Regions from separate parts of the Mus musculus genome. Here regions 1, 3 and 4 are each linked to region 2. A link is a contact called in public Hi-C data. All regions are on one chromosome and are shown on one strand. The core of a region is the stretch at or near the end of the contact, and the rest is flanking DNA. Distances in the headings are between cores, read along the strand shown.

Region 1 (2,965 bases), core at 108-2,607, 490 kb after region 2:
CATACTGCTGTTCATCACCAAAGGAAGTCAGGACTGGAACTCAGGCAGGTCAGAAAGCAGGAGCTGATGCAGAAGCCATGGAGGGATGTTCTTTACTGGCTTGCTTCCTCTGGCTTGCTCAGCCTGCTCTCTTATAGAACCCAAGACTACCAGCCCAGAGATGGCCCCACCCACAAGGGGCCTTTCCCCCTTGATCACTAATTGAGAAAATGTCTTACAGTTGGATCTCATGGAGGCATTTCCTCAACTGAAGCTCCTTTCTCTGTGATAACTCCAGCTGTGTCAAGTTGACACAAAACTAGCCAGTACAACTCCCCAACAATGGCTTTCATCAGCGACGACAACTCTTAGGGAAGCAGGGAAGCTGGGTTGGCAGGCAGAAATGCCATGGGAGAAGGGCAGCATGGACATGCAAGACAGATCAGTGACTCCCAACCATTTGAGTCACATACAACAGCCAATGGCTTGGCTTCTAGCTCTTAACTTGTGGCTGACAGATTTGAAAGACGCAATGGAGAGATGAGAAGAACTCTTATCAAGAAAAATCAGGGATGTGGTTAGAGAAGCTGAACGAAACATCATGTAAGCCAGAAAAATAGAACAGAGCACTGGGGCATTCTAGAGAGATGCTTTTAAAGTTAAAAAAAAAAAACAGTAAGAAATTTAATTAATGAAATTATTATGAACATGTATGTTATATATTAATTATTTTGATGACAAAATCATTCTTATAATATTTGCAATTGATTTCCATGATAGGCATTGATTTCCTATATTTTACTATGTTAAGGAATTAATTTTGTAAATGGAAATTCAAATCTGAACAGTTTCCCAGAGGCGGGAGGAGGGGCGAGATTGATAATAAAACAAGGAACAGAGATAGAAATTGGTTTATGAAAAACTCTACCAGTGAGAAGCTTTCTCTGTTTTCTCTTTGGAATCAATCTAGAAAGAAGACAGGCGAGGGCGGGGCGATCAGGCTAAAGAAAAGAAATGGAAAGAAAGATTCGGCTGCAGTTAGCAAGGGGAAAGGCAAGCAGAGCCAATGAGGAGAGGAAAGAGCTCCAAGTCACAGGGGCCTCCACACTGAGAGGAGTGCAGGCATGTGTGTGACAGACCCGGAAACCAAATGCCGACCCCCAAATCGCCTAACTCCCAGAACAGGCAAATTTTGCCAAGCTCATGATTTGGCAGAGTTTTCACATATTCCATGTAACTTCCACACGCCGCCCCATCCGTCTCTCGCAGAGAACAGACTGTCGTTTTCCACTTGAAATGCACACGTTGCACTGACCTTATGTCCTCTGTCAGGCTGATATGTTATCGCCAGCTTCTAGGGAAAGGCTTTCATAACGGATGCGCTCCCGGCCGTTCCGCTGGGTTCTTTCTGCTTGTTTGTGCACAACGTGTCGCTGTATTGAACAACAGACAGACAAGGCCTCTGCCATCACTGGTAACTGTCTCCATCTGCCTCTGCCATCTTCAGTCCAAAAATGCCTGCCTGGGGCCCTGTTCTTGGTTCTTCCGAGTCCCCACTGCTCCCTGAGGCTGGGATACTTTCTTCAGCTTTCTCTCAATGAAGGGTCCCACCTTCTCTCCAGCCAGCACCCTCCGTTTACGCGTTTTTGCTTTGGATGTGTTTTGCTTTCACTTGACAGATGGCCACTGCCTATTAGAGTTTGTGAGGACAGGAAGAAACTGTGAGCTGGGTATAGGTATATGGCAGGGCACTCTGAGCAGTGACTTGTGGCCACTCTGTAGATCTCCTGGTGCATTTGTAGCCCACAGGAAAGAAGCATTATCCAGGAGATCCCCAGGTGCAGAACAGACTCTCAGCACCTCAGTGGAAGCTTCTATCCGAAGCCACCACCCACAAGTCGAAAACCCTCTAGTAAGTGAATCTTAGCTCTTCTCCGGCTAGGAGGAGTTACAAGCAACAGACCCCAGTGCCTAGAGTCCTGTGCTATATATACATGAGCCTGGGAAAGCTACCGAGCTTCTCTGTCTTCCAGCGTCACTACCACATGCATCAAAGAGCAACTAAGGATTTATGAGATCAAGTCACAAGAGAATATGGCGATGTACCTAGCTCACTGTCCTGAGTCCACAACACAGCCACGCTATGGTAGCGTTTCAGCAGAGTCAACGCAGAAAAGTGTGCTGCATACCAAAGACAGAGCCACCAGAATGAAAACACAAGACAATACTGAAGTGAGTTTATATACTGGCCCTCCTCAGTGGGGCAAAGTAGATAGTCAGCTAGCCTTTCAAGCATATACTATGAATGCATTAATCTTTACCTTATTTATTTTTATTGTGTGTGAGGGCCAGAGTGCACAGGTCATAGTGTATGTGTGAAGTCTCTTTCTCTCCTTTCCTCATGGGATTAGAGGATTAAACAAAGGTCCTTCAGCAGAGATCTTTTTTAACCTGCTGAGCCCTACTGTTATTGCTGGCACCATGCTGGAAATTTGTTTTATTATTTTCATCTATTGTTCCTCTTTACAATATTCTGTTTACTTTAAAATATAAGTACATTTACTTTTTTTTTAAAGGGGGAGTTGAGAAAGAGAAGGAAATAGGAAGGGACAATAGAAGTGAGGAGGAAGGGAATGCAGGGGAAGAAAGAGGGAGACTGAGGCAAGCCTGAAAGGCAGGGATGTCTATGGTGCAGAAAGATACCTCAGAGCTGGAGGAGAAAATCCAAAAGATGCTCAAGGTAGCATTGAGCAGCATCCCAGGCCAGAACAGAAGCAGGACCAGGCCTTCAGCACAGTGGGAAGATGAATATCAAGCCTAAGGTAGAGAGCTTGTCAGAGAGGAGGTGAGTGTGATTCCAAGTTCCCCAGGGAAGGGAGGGGAGGGGAGGGGAGAGGAGGGAAGTGAAGGAGTATAAAGTCTAGAAAGGATGGGTTGGTGAAATGGGAGGGAACCTGGAGGAGGTGGAGGCTGAAAGCTAGTTGAT
Region 2 (2,801 bases), core at 11-2,510:
ATGTCTGTGTCCCAAGCTCACAGGAGGCACCTAAATCTGAGAATACTCACAAATAGTCCAAGAAGGGATTTCCCCCCTCCCCCCAAAGTCAGCAAACCAAATTCCCTAGCTAGATTCTGCTGAGTCCCAGCTTCCAAACCTCAAGCACAACCTTCTAGGCGATCGATTTCCACAGAAGCAGTCAAGCCGGTGAGTGAGAGCTTCTGGAAGGTACTTGAGAACTCGGCGGGGGGAGGGGGTGTTTCTAGCCAGTTCCTAGTGTATTATGGGCCCTCAGTTAATACTCATCGAAGTTTCATTGACATTTGATGAGATGGATGAACCATACAATATGTCAATAAAGTTAAGTATTACCCTAACCACATTCTTAAAGTTATTAAAAGTGTCAAGGGCAGGGTGATTTATTTCTTCATTCTATGGAAACATTGCAAAAACACTATGTCTAAAAAAACGCGCAGAGCTTAAATGATAATGATTTATCTTTCTGGTTCCCCTCAGCATTTAGTGTCAGAGACCATTTCTGATGCCATTGTCTCTTGAAGGTCTTTGGCCATTTGACACCATTTTTTTAAGAGCTTTGGGAGATTGCTGTCTGGACTAGAGGCTCAGAAGCTGATGTAAATTCAGTCCCTAGCCACCTCCTGTCTGCAGCTGATCTCTGGCAGCTGCCTAAGTGTGACCCTTTACATTTGATGCCATTGCCCTTGAGTAATGGGTACTTTAGTGTGTGTGCCTGTGGGGGTAGGGGAGCTGACCAAAGCTCAGACCCCGAGTGAAGAGATGAAAACCATAGCTTCCCCCCTCTGACATAGTATGTCTCTTGGGAGGTTATAAACACCAGTGACCGCTGTAGCTGGAATTATCTGCTCTGGGAATTTGTGGTCACTGTGAAATCATTTGGCATATTCAGGTATGCAGTGGGGATCCTGGGGTGACCAGCCTTGGGTTCCCAGGGTAGCTTGGCCACAGGACTCCAAGGGCATGAGAATCCTGAGCCTCAATGTGTGCCTTTCAACATCTAAGATGCACATGCCAGGGGCACAGAGCCTGTACAGATGCTATCTAGCAGCACGTTCAGAGAAAAACCTGGAAAACCCTATTTTACTGCCCAAATTAACAATGTGATTAAAAACCACGTGCAAAATGACAACAGCTGAAACAATAACCAACCTTTCAGCCTTGCAGCTTTAGGGAAGGCTAAACCCATAAGTCCCCCTCCACAGCTGCTCACAGGCGCCCCCTCTTTCAAGGAGCCTGCTTTCTGAAAGCTTCAACCAAAGGCTTTGTGTGAACCCTCCTGCCTACTTCAGCATCTGCCAGGACTCTCCACGGTCTGTTCCGTTCTTGGCCTCGAGGGGGCACCAGAGCTTGCACATAGCGAGGTGGCGGCTCGGCTCCTTGAGACAAAAGAGTTGGATTTTGGATGCCAATTTGTCTTAACATTGTATATAAGGTCTGTCTCAAGCTGAGGAGGCCATATACAGACCCGAATCGGGATGAGCATTTTTCTGGCTGTTCTGTTACTTAGCCAGGGGATGCTGGTGGTCTACAAAACAAACTGGGCTGCTTTTTGCGTGGCAACGTCCACCCTATCCAGGTGAGCGCCTGGGAGAAGGGGTCCTTAGAATAAGATCTTTTAAGGCAAGCGGCTTCTCCTCACTTCGCCCCTTGCCGTGTAGGAGCCGCCTTCAGCAATGAAACAAAAGGTCCCGGAGAACCGAGATAGGGAAGACCAGGAGAGGTAAGCAACAGGAAGAAAAGAAAGGATGCTCGCTAAGGGCAAAATCAAGGAGACAGAGAGAAGCTAATATATGGTGATTGTTTTAAGCATTGTTATGGGTTTTTGGAGTAAAACACAATTTGTAGGAAGCAAACTTCCCCAAATGTGAGTACTTAATAAAGAAGAAAACAGAAGGATTGATAATGGAAATTAGGCTAATGAATAAACAAGCTGCTTAAAAAATGGGCTCCTCTCGCAGTCCGTTATTTTTAACTTAGTGACAATTTGCATACTAGTTAATTTGCATATATTAAATACTGCTCCCCTTCTCCTTCCCACCTCCTCCACTTCAGAATAACATTTCATTACGGTGCTGCTGGGCCTGAGGACTCGTAGGCTCCAGAGAGTTTATTAATTTATCCAACACATGCTGTGTACATTTTTATCACTCGCTGCACAGTGGACCTGGTATCTTTGAAGTCATTAACAAGACAGGGGTGTTCTGCTCGAGGTATTCAAAAAGACAGCCGAGAAAAGCCAGCCTGCAAAGAAGGGGGAAAATAATGTACCAGCAGAACAGGGGAAGATCATGTTTGGCATCTGCCCTTTCTAGGAAGACAAAACTGAGCAACGGATGGTTCCCTCATCTGTATCGGGAAGCCTCCAGATTGCTTCTCTTGCTTATTTATTTTAATTTCTAGAAAAGGAATAGAACTGTTACCCACTGGGTCACAGGCACCTCCAAAGAACTAGCTACACATGGCGTTTCTCCTGGTATGGTCCATCTGGACACATGGCTCTTGGGGACCCTCCAGCCCTCCTGCTGACAAGACGGGCAGGGTAATGAAGACTCGGCACCTTCGTTATGTGTCTGATGTCACTGTCTGAGGCTACCTGGTTCATCCCTGGACTTGATGTCCTCCTCATTGCCCTATCCTGAGGCCCTTCCCATAACTGTTCCTTTCCTGGTGTCTTCTGCTGTAGTAAGAATCTTAAGCTCAGTTGCTTCTGCAGTCCGTCATGTTGTGACTCGCTCTCCCACGGAAACAGAAAGACAACCACAATTTGAGGGGTTCCTTCT
Region 3 (2,700 bases), core at 182-2,681, 510 kb before region 2:
CCCAAACAATTGTGTTCCCTGGATGAGTAAATAGAGAGCTATGGAGATAGCATAAATCACTAATCTCCCTGAAATCCGGGGTAGTAATAAGGCCTACTGCCCTTAACTTAAATGATTCCTAGGCTGGAAAGCTCTGATACGCAGGCTTTGTGTCTTGTTTTTCTCGCCTACACATGCTTTCTTTTTACTGTGCTCCTGCCTACCTTTATGGGCTAGTGGCAACTGTCCTTGCAAACCTCAGTATAATTGATTCAAGTTTCCATTCTCTTATTTCATCATTCATCCACTGGTTTCTTGAGACAGCTCTTGGTATTTTAATAGTGTAGGTTATATCCTCTTGCTGTCTCCAGTGCTAGGATTACAGGCAGGCACGAGCAAGCACCATCATGCACAGCTCTTTTTCCTATTCTAATCTTCTGTTACAAATAGATCTTAGTGGGAAATCAGAGAGCCATTTAGATATGTGCGTAAACCAAAGAGTCAGGATTCACCGAACTCCCAGACTACAGAGTTCGTGACAGTTATTCTGATTATTTCATAGCCTTTTCTTGTTTCTGACCAGATTCTTTAAAGATTTCCATACAACATTATTTTGATTATATTCTTTCTCAACTTTGATCCTCAACTTTGTTTTTCTCATTCTTAGAAACAAACAACAAGAAAACATCCCGTCCTGGTCCCCCTACCCCCCTCGCAACCTAGTTCATTTTATGTTGGCCAACTCTTCCAAACTCTTCCAATGAGGTTTGCCCTGGAGAACTGTTGATACACCCAGGATCACTCCATTAAGAAAACTGATTTTATCTCTTCCAAATACTATCAGTTCCTGCTAGGTTCTTAACGATGGCTGATGTTAAATTCTACAGTTTCCTGAGATGCTCCATGCTTACCGCGACTGGCTAGGGAGGAGGCTGGATACAGTGGAAACAGCCCTGCTTTGTCCATTTTATACTGAGTTTTGTTTTAGATTCCATCTAACAAGATTTTTTTACTACTAAAACAATTTGAAAACCATTCTTAACAATCTGGCTTCTAGATGTATGTAGCTCAGTTGCATAGTTACACTTTAAAATGAAAAATTATAGTTATACTTTACAAGTATAGATATACTTTAAAATGAAAAAAAATCACCATAAGGTATATGGTGGTATATACCTTAATCCTAGCATTTGGGATTAAGAGTTTGATGTTAGCACTGGCTATACAGTAAGACGCCGTTATTAACAAACAAAAAATTTCAGAAACAACCAGCCAAAGAAACAAACAAAAAACCCCCTTTCATACTCCAAAAATAAATTCCATTTTTAAAAGGTACAAAAAAAAATATCACCTGAAGTAAAGGGATAAAATCCTCTTGTTCTAGATAGCTGCAGCTGGGCTTTGCCAGAAGCCAGATGAACTTGGCAGCATCGTCATGACGGTTACTTAGCAACCTACAAAAGAAACACTGGTTAGGAAGATCTGGTGCTCAGAACATACAATGACTACACACTTACAGGCTGGTAATTTTAGGCTGACTTGGGTGCTATTTAGATTAAGAATCAAATGTTCTTTGTCTTTTCATTTTCAGTGCTGGGAATTAAAGGGTAAGCTTTGTGCAAGTCCCCTACTACTGTTACCCCTGACCATGGCTTCCATGCTTCTGGTTTTTGTCAAAGGAGTGTCAATTACAGGATGGTGAACTTTTCTTCTGGGATGTTTTTGAGACCGAGACCATGGGGTGAAACTAACTGATAAAGGTAAATGTGTTATTAGGGAGAAGGCTCATTCAGTTAAGCCTCACGGGGCTTTAAACTCTGACTTTTAAAGAACAAGCTTCGGGACGAAGCCCTCTGTCACGTGTTCTGACTTTCTAGAATTCCTCACCTCCAACCATAGTTCCATAGACCCTGACAGAAAAGTCAAAGCACTGAAAAAGCAAAACAACTACTTTTTCCTGGACTTTGTTTTTTATGTTTGTTAGTTTTTGTAAAAATGGTGGTGCTAAGCCAGGCAGAGGTGGCACATGACTTTAATGCCAACACTTGGGAGGCAGAACTAGGGCAATCTTGGTGAGTTTGAGGCCAGCCTGGACTACAGAACTAGTTCCAGGACAGCTAGTTCCAGGACAGAAACCGTGTCTTGAAAACAAAACCCAGAACAATAACAATAGGGAAAAGGGTGCTACTCAGACTTTGTTTTCTGGGTTTGAAACTTTGGGGTCATTTAATTTTTTCTTATCATCTATATCTAATTATTAACTCCAGATTTTCTGATTTTCCTTCATTAATCAAATTGATTATTGAATGCAAACTGTATGTCAGGTATTTTATCTGGCCTTGAATGGGTTTGGATAAAAGAAAATGAGATAGTTTTATTCCCTATAAGGAATGTACAGTTCAGTGTTTGGTTTCCAACAGAATCATACGACTGTGGAACCACTGCGGTATTGAGTAATGAGTACAGCTGTCATGAAAGCACAGAGCAGGCCCGTGAGATTTCCAGCAGAGAAAAATAGGAAAGAAAGAAGTGTTGTGGTGAGGAGGGCCGCATGCACAGATGCCTGGTGAGAGAGTCATTACAGCGTCTGGGCAACACCCAGTGCAGAGCTCGTAAGAGGAGGGGAGAATTTAAGGTGCTTGTTCTAAATCCAGCCCAAAGGCACTCTGACAGCAGGGAAATGATTTCCTTATGCTTAGGACTTCACTATTCAACTTCAAA
Region 4 (2,915 bases), core at 308-2,807, 450 kb after region 2:
TACTGAGGCCAACAACATTGATGAGTTGGAGGTCTTTCTGTACGATGTGGTGATTATATTAACAAGGACCACCTGGAGACTGAAGACTGTATAACTGCTGCCATACTTCCCACCGTGATAGTCATGGGCTCACCCTCTGAAACTATAAACCCATAATCTCGTTCTCCTACATATTGCCTTGGATCCAATGGGGAAAAAATTCTAGGTGTGACTTCATGTCTCCAGAGGCCATGCCCACCTGGGACACTGCTTATGCTGGAGGGAAGTAACACATGCAGCCCACTTAATGGCTTTGATGGTGAAGCCACTGACAGGGACATCACTGTGAATGTGAGATCAGAGTCTGCTGGATATGTTGGGAGAGTCTGAGGTCTTTTGTGAAGCTGGGAAGATATCGCAGAAGACAGGGGTCCTTTAAGAAGTGGAGCTGGGTGTGGTTATGCTTTGCAATCTCATCATTTGGGAGGCAGAGGCAGAAGCATCACCACACTTTTAGAGCTAGCCTATATGGTAACTTTCAGGTCAGCTGATGAAAGAGGGAGAAACCCTGTTGCAAAACATAAACAATAAATAAACAAAGGAGGGTGGGGATTGTTGTGAGCCCAGAAGAGGAAGGAGGTAACATTCGAGCTTATCTTTGAAAGGGGAAGGCAAAGATGGGGAAAGGCAAAAACTAAATAATCTCACAGCATCAGCAAGGTCCCAGAGGAGGAGGAGGAGGAGGAGGAGGAGGAAGAGGAGGAGGCAGCCACCCTGAGCATCCTGTCCAGGAAAAACCCTAGAGGTTAGCCCTTGCTCAATGTCCCCAGGACAGTACCATATGCTTCCCTGGACACTCAGCAGAACTGTACCTTGAAATAGCTGTGCTGCAGTGGGTCTAAGAGAGCCAGAGTATGGAAGATAGGGTGACAGCCAGCTTCCTTTGGAATCTAAGCCCCTGGGGACCTGCGTAAGAGGTAGGCACTCACCTGAACATCAAAGAATTGCCCACTCTCATGACTCAGGCTGAGCACCGTCTCCTCTATCACTGTTTCTCATGCTCTCCCGTCCTCTCTGGGGATCTCAAGACACCTACCTCAAAGCCTAGGCTTCAGGTCCTCAAGTAAATGTACCTGTGTCCTTGGCATTCACATCAATGGTAGTGACCAAGCCCAGTAAAGGACCTAAATGCATATGGATGTATAATGGTTCCCACTGGGCCCCTCCCTCCACCTCTCCATTTTTAATCTCCTCTACCATTTCATCTAATAAACATCGATGAACTGACACAGCAGACGAGGCCCTGTGGCAAACATCTGGAAATGTCACAATGAAGATACTGTCCTTGACCCTAGTGTATTCAGCTTCCAAAGGCTGGGACAGAAAACAAAAAAGACTAGTAAGTATCTAAGTGGCAGGTGCCTTGCCAACACCACTGAGACCATCCTAGGTAGGGGGTAGGGTTCTATAGAAAGGAGAGAGTAGACAGAAAATGATGTGGAATTCTACCAGTCATGTCAGACCTCCTCTGTTCCCCTATCTCCAGCACTCAAGTGATGAGCTTCCAAAACAGGTGCTAAGCTGGGAGCACAGAGCCAACAAGCCCAGCCAAACAAAGCTCTCTATGGTTCCCCTGCCTACTCTGCTACATAAGCACCTGAATTTAAGATTCATCAGAGGGCTCTGGCTGCCTGGGAAATAATGATTTATTCTGTTTCACTATACATGTGCACACACTCACACACACACACACACACACACACACACACACACACACACACATACTATTTGTAATCTTTTGTTCTTACACATTTAATTACCTTAGGATAAATCTGATTTTGCCACTTGGAAAAAAAATCCTCTCTTTTGTTTTCCTTTAATTTCCCTTCCTTTCACGTTACATTTGACAAACTTAGGAGAGACAACCATGACAGATGAGCACAGAGGGGTGGGAAGCCAAGAAGCTGCCGGGCCGGCGCAGGCGGGCAGGATGACGCAGGCCCTCGGCACCCACACTGTGTTATAAATTAGGAGAAGTGCCCTGTACTTATATTTAATTCAATAACAAATACTGGCTCACATAAAAATAACTTGTTTTCATTCTGGGAGGGTGAGGCCTAAATTTAAACAATCTTTCCCATTCTGCCTGAGGAAGGAGGCTGCCAATTCTGCCTCCTTGTCTCCTGTTAATTTCCAGATGATGCTTAGAGACAGAAAGGATGCTGTTTGGGAGTGAGAGTGGGGGCGGAAGCAAAGGCCACTGGGAAGGCAGTATGGGAATCTCTGGAGGAAGAGAATCCTCCTGGCCAGCCTCCTAAGAGATGAGTCTGTCAGGCATCTATAAGGGAAGTGTCCAACCAGAGAAGAGAGGCTTTGCTGAGGGGCAATGAAAGTCATATTTTGATTTTGGAGAATGAGAAATACAATATTCTTAAGGCATGGGAGGCTATGCAGCCTGGGCCTCAGTAGCCATGACAGTGTGCCTGTCTGACTGGGCTAGCTTGGGCCATGCACAAGGCAACCGGCTACTGGCTTGATCTTGCTTCTTACACCACAGGATTGGTGGTGGCTTTCATCAGCCTTGGTCCTCTCTCAGCTGGATCCATTGCCAAGTGTACTTGGCACCCACCAGTCAGAGCACTGGTGGGTGTTGTCATGTGTCCCATTACGTCATTTAAGCCACTGATGCCCTGATCCATGAGTGAACCTCAAGCCACACTGGGCTTTCTAATGCCTGTTTAATTGTAAGACATCATCCGGAGTTTGCACTTTTATTCGTCATATCTGTGGTTTATTGAAAATGGACTCTTAGCCAAGAGCATTTCAAAGTGACCAGGTCAGGTGTTACCTCTTCAGAAAGCTCTTCCTTGATCGTTCTCTAAAGCACCTCTAGTCCACAGCAGTCTCTTTGCCATCATTTTTTATGAGGAGAGAGG

Evidence for each region. A called contact is a pair of places that touch in the nucleus more often than the background predicts.
Region 1: a Hi-C map of cerebellum shows a contact between it and region 2, with 4 times the contacts expected there. The contact joins two enhancer-like sites. A contact is called at or near these places in 3 of 484 Hi-C or Micro-C datasets (cerebellar granule neurons, cerebellum and uterus) and 3 of 115 datasets of contacts at active chromatin or transcription factors (astrocytes, embryonic basal ganglia and embryonic midbrain).
Region 3: a Hi-C map of cortical neurons shows a contact between it and region 2, with 4 times the contacts expected there. The contact joins two enhancer-like sites. A contact is called at or near these places in 21 of 484 Hi-C or Micro-C datasets (adipose-derived mesenchymal stem cells, cerebellar granule neurons, cerebellum and 13 more) and 3 of 115 datasets of contacts at active chromatin or transcription factors (astrocytes, embryonic forebrain and forebrain).
Region 4: a Hi-C map of cortical neurons shows a contact between it and region 2, with 2.7 times the contacts expected there. The contact joins two enhancer-like sites. A contact is called at or near these places in 3 of 484 Hi-C or Micro-C datasets (cerebral cortex and cortical neurons) and 2 of 115 datasets of contacts at active chromatin or transcription factors (embryonic basal ganglia and embryonic midbrain).

What each region holds. Positions count from the first base shown.
Region 1 is chr9:102,182,729-102,185,693 of GRCm38.p6, forward strand. All of the region lies in intron 3 of Ephb1 (Eph receptor B1), which reads right to left. Among named protein-coding and RNA genes, the nearest start is that of Gm31233, 26 kb to the right of the region's middle. Within about 2 kb of position 1,358, at least 5 of the 459 cell types and tissues checked have an H3K27ac peak or open chromatin away from gene starts, as enhancers often do. A contact at or near this core is called in cerebellum, where this site is marked.
Region 2 is chr9:101,689,006-101,691,806 of GRCm38.p6, forward strand. No RefSeq gene overlaps it. Among named protein-coding and RNA genes, the nearest start is that of Gm31326, 290 kb to the right of the region's middle. Within about 2 kb of position 1,261, at least 37 of the 459 cell types and tissues checked have an H3K27ac peak or open chromatin away from gene starts, as enhancers often do. A contact at or near this core is called in cerebellum, cortical neurons and stem cell-derived neural stem cells, where this site is marked.
Region 3 is chr9:101,179,005-101,181,704 of GRCm38.p6, forward strand. It overlaps Ppp2r3a (protein phosphatase 2, regulatory subunit B'', alpha), which reads right to left. Exons shown (of 14, transcript NM_001161362.3): 5 at 1,331-1,433. Among named protein-coding and RNA genes, the nearest start is that of Gm24338, 43 kb to the right of the region's middle. Within about 2 kb of position 1,432, at least 33 of the 459 cell types and tissues checked have an H3K27ac peak or open chromatin away from gene starts, as enhancers often do. A contact at or near this core is called in cortical neurons and stem cell-derived neural stem cells, where this site is marked.
Region 4 is chr9:102,136,779-102,139,693 of GRCm38.p6, forward strand. All of the region lies in intron 3 of Ephb1 (Eph receptor B1), which reads right to left. Among named protein-coding and RNA genes, the nearest start is that of Gm31233, 72 kb to the right of the region's middle. Within about 2 kb of position 1,558, at least 14 of the 459 cell types and tissues checked have an H3K27ac peak or open chromatin away from gene starts, as enhancers often do. A contact at or near this core is called in cortical neurons, where this site is marked.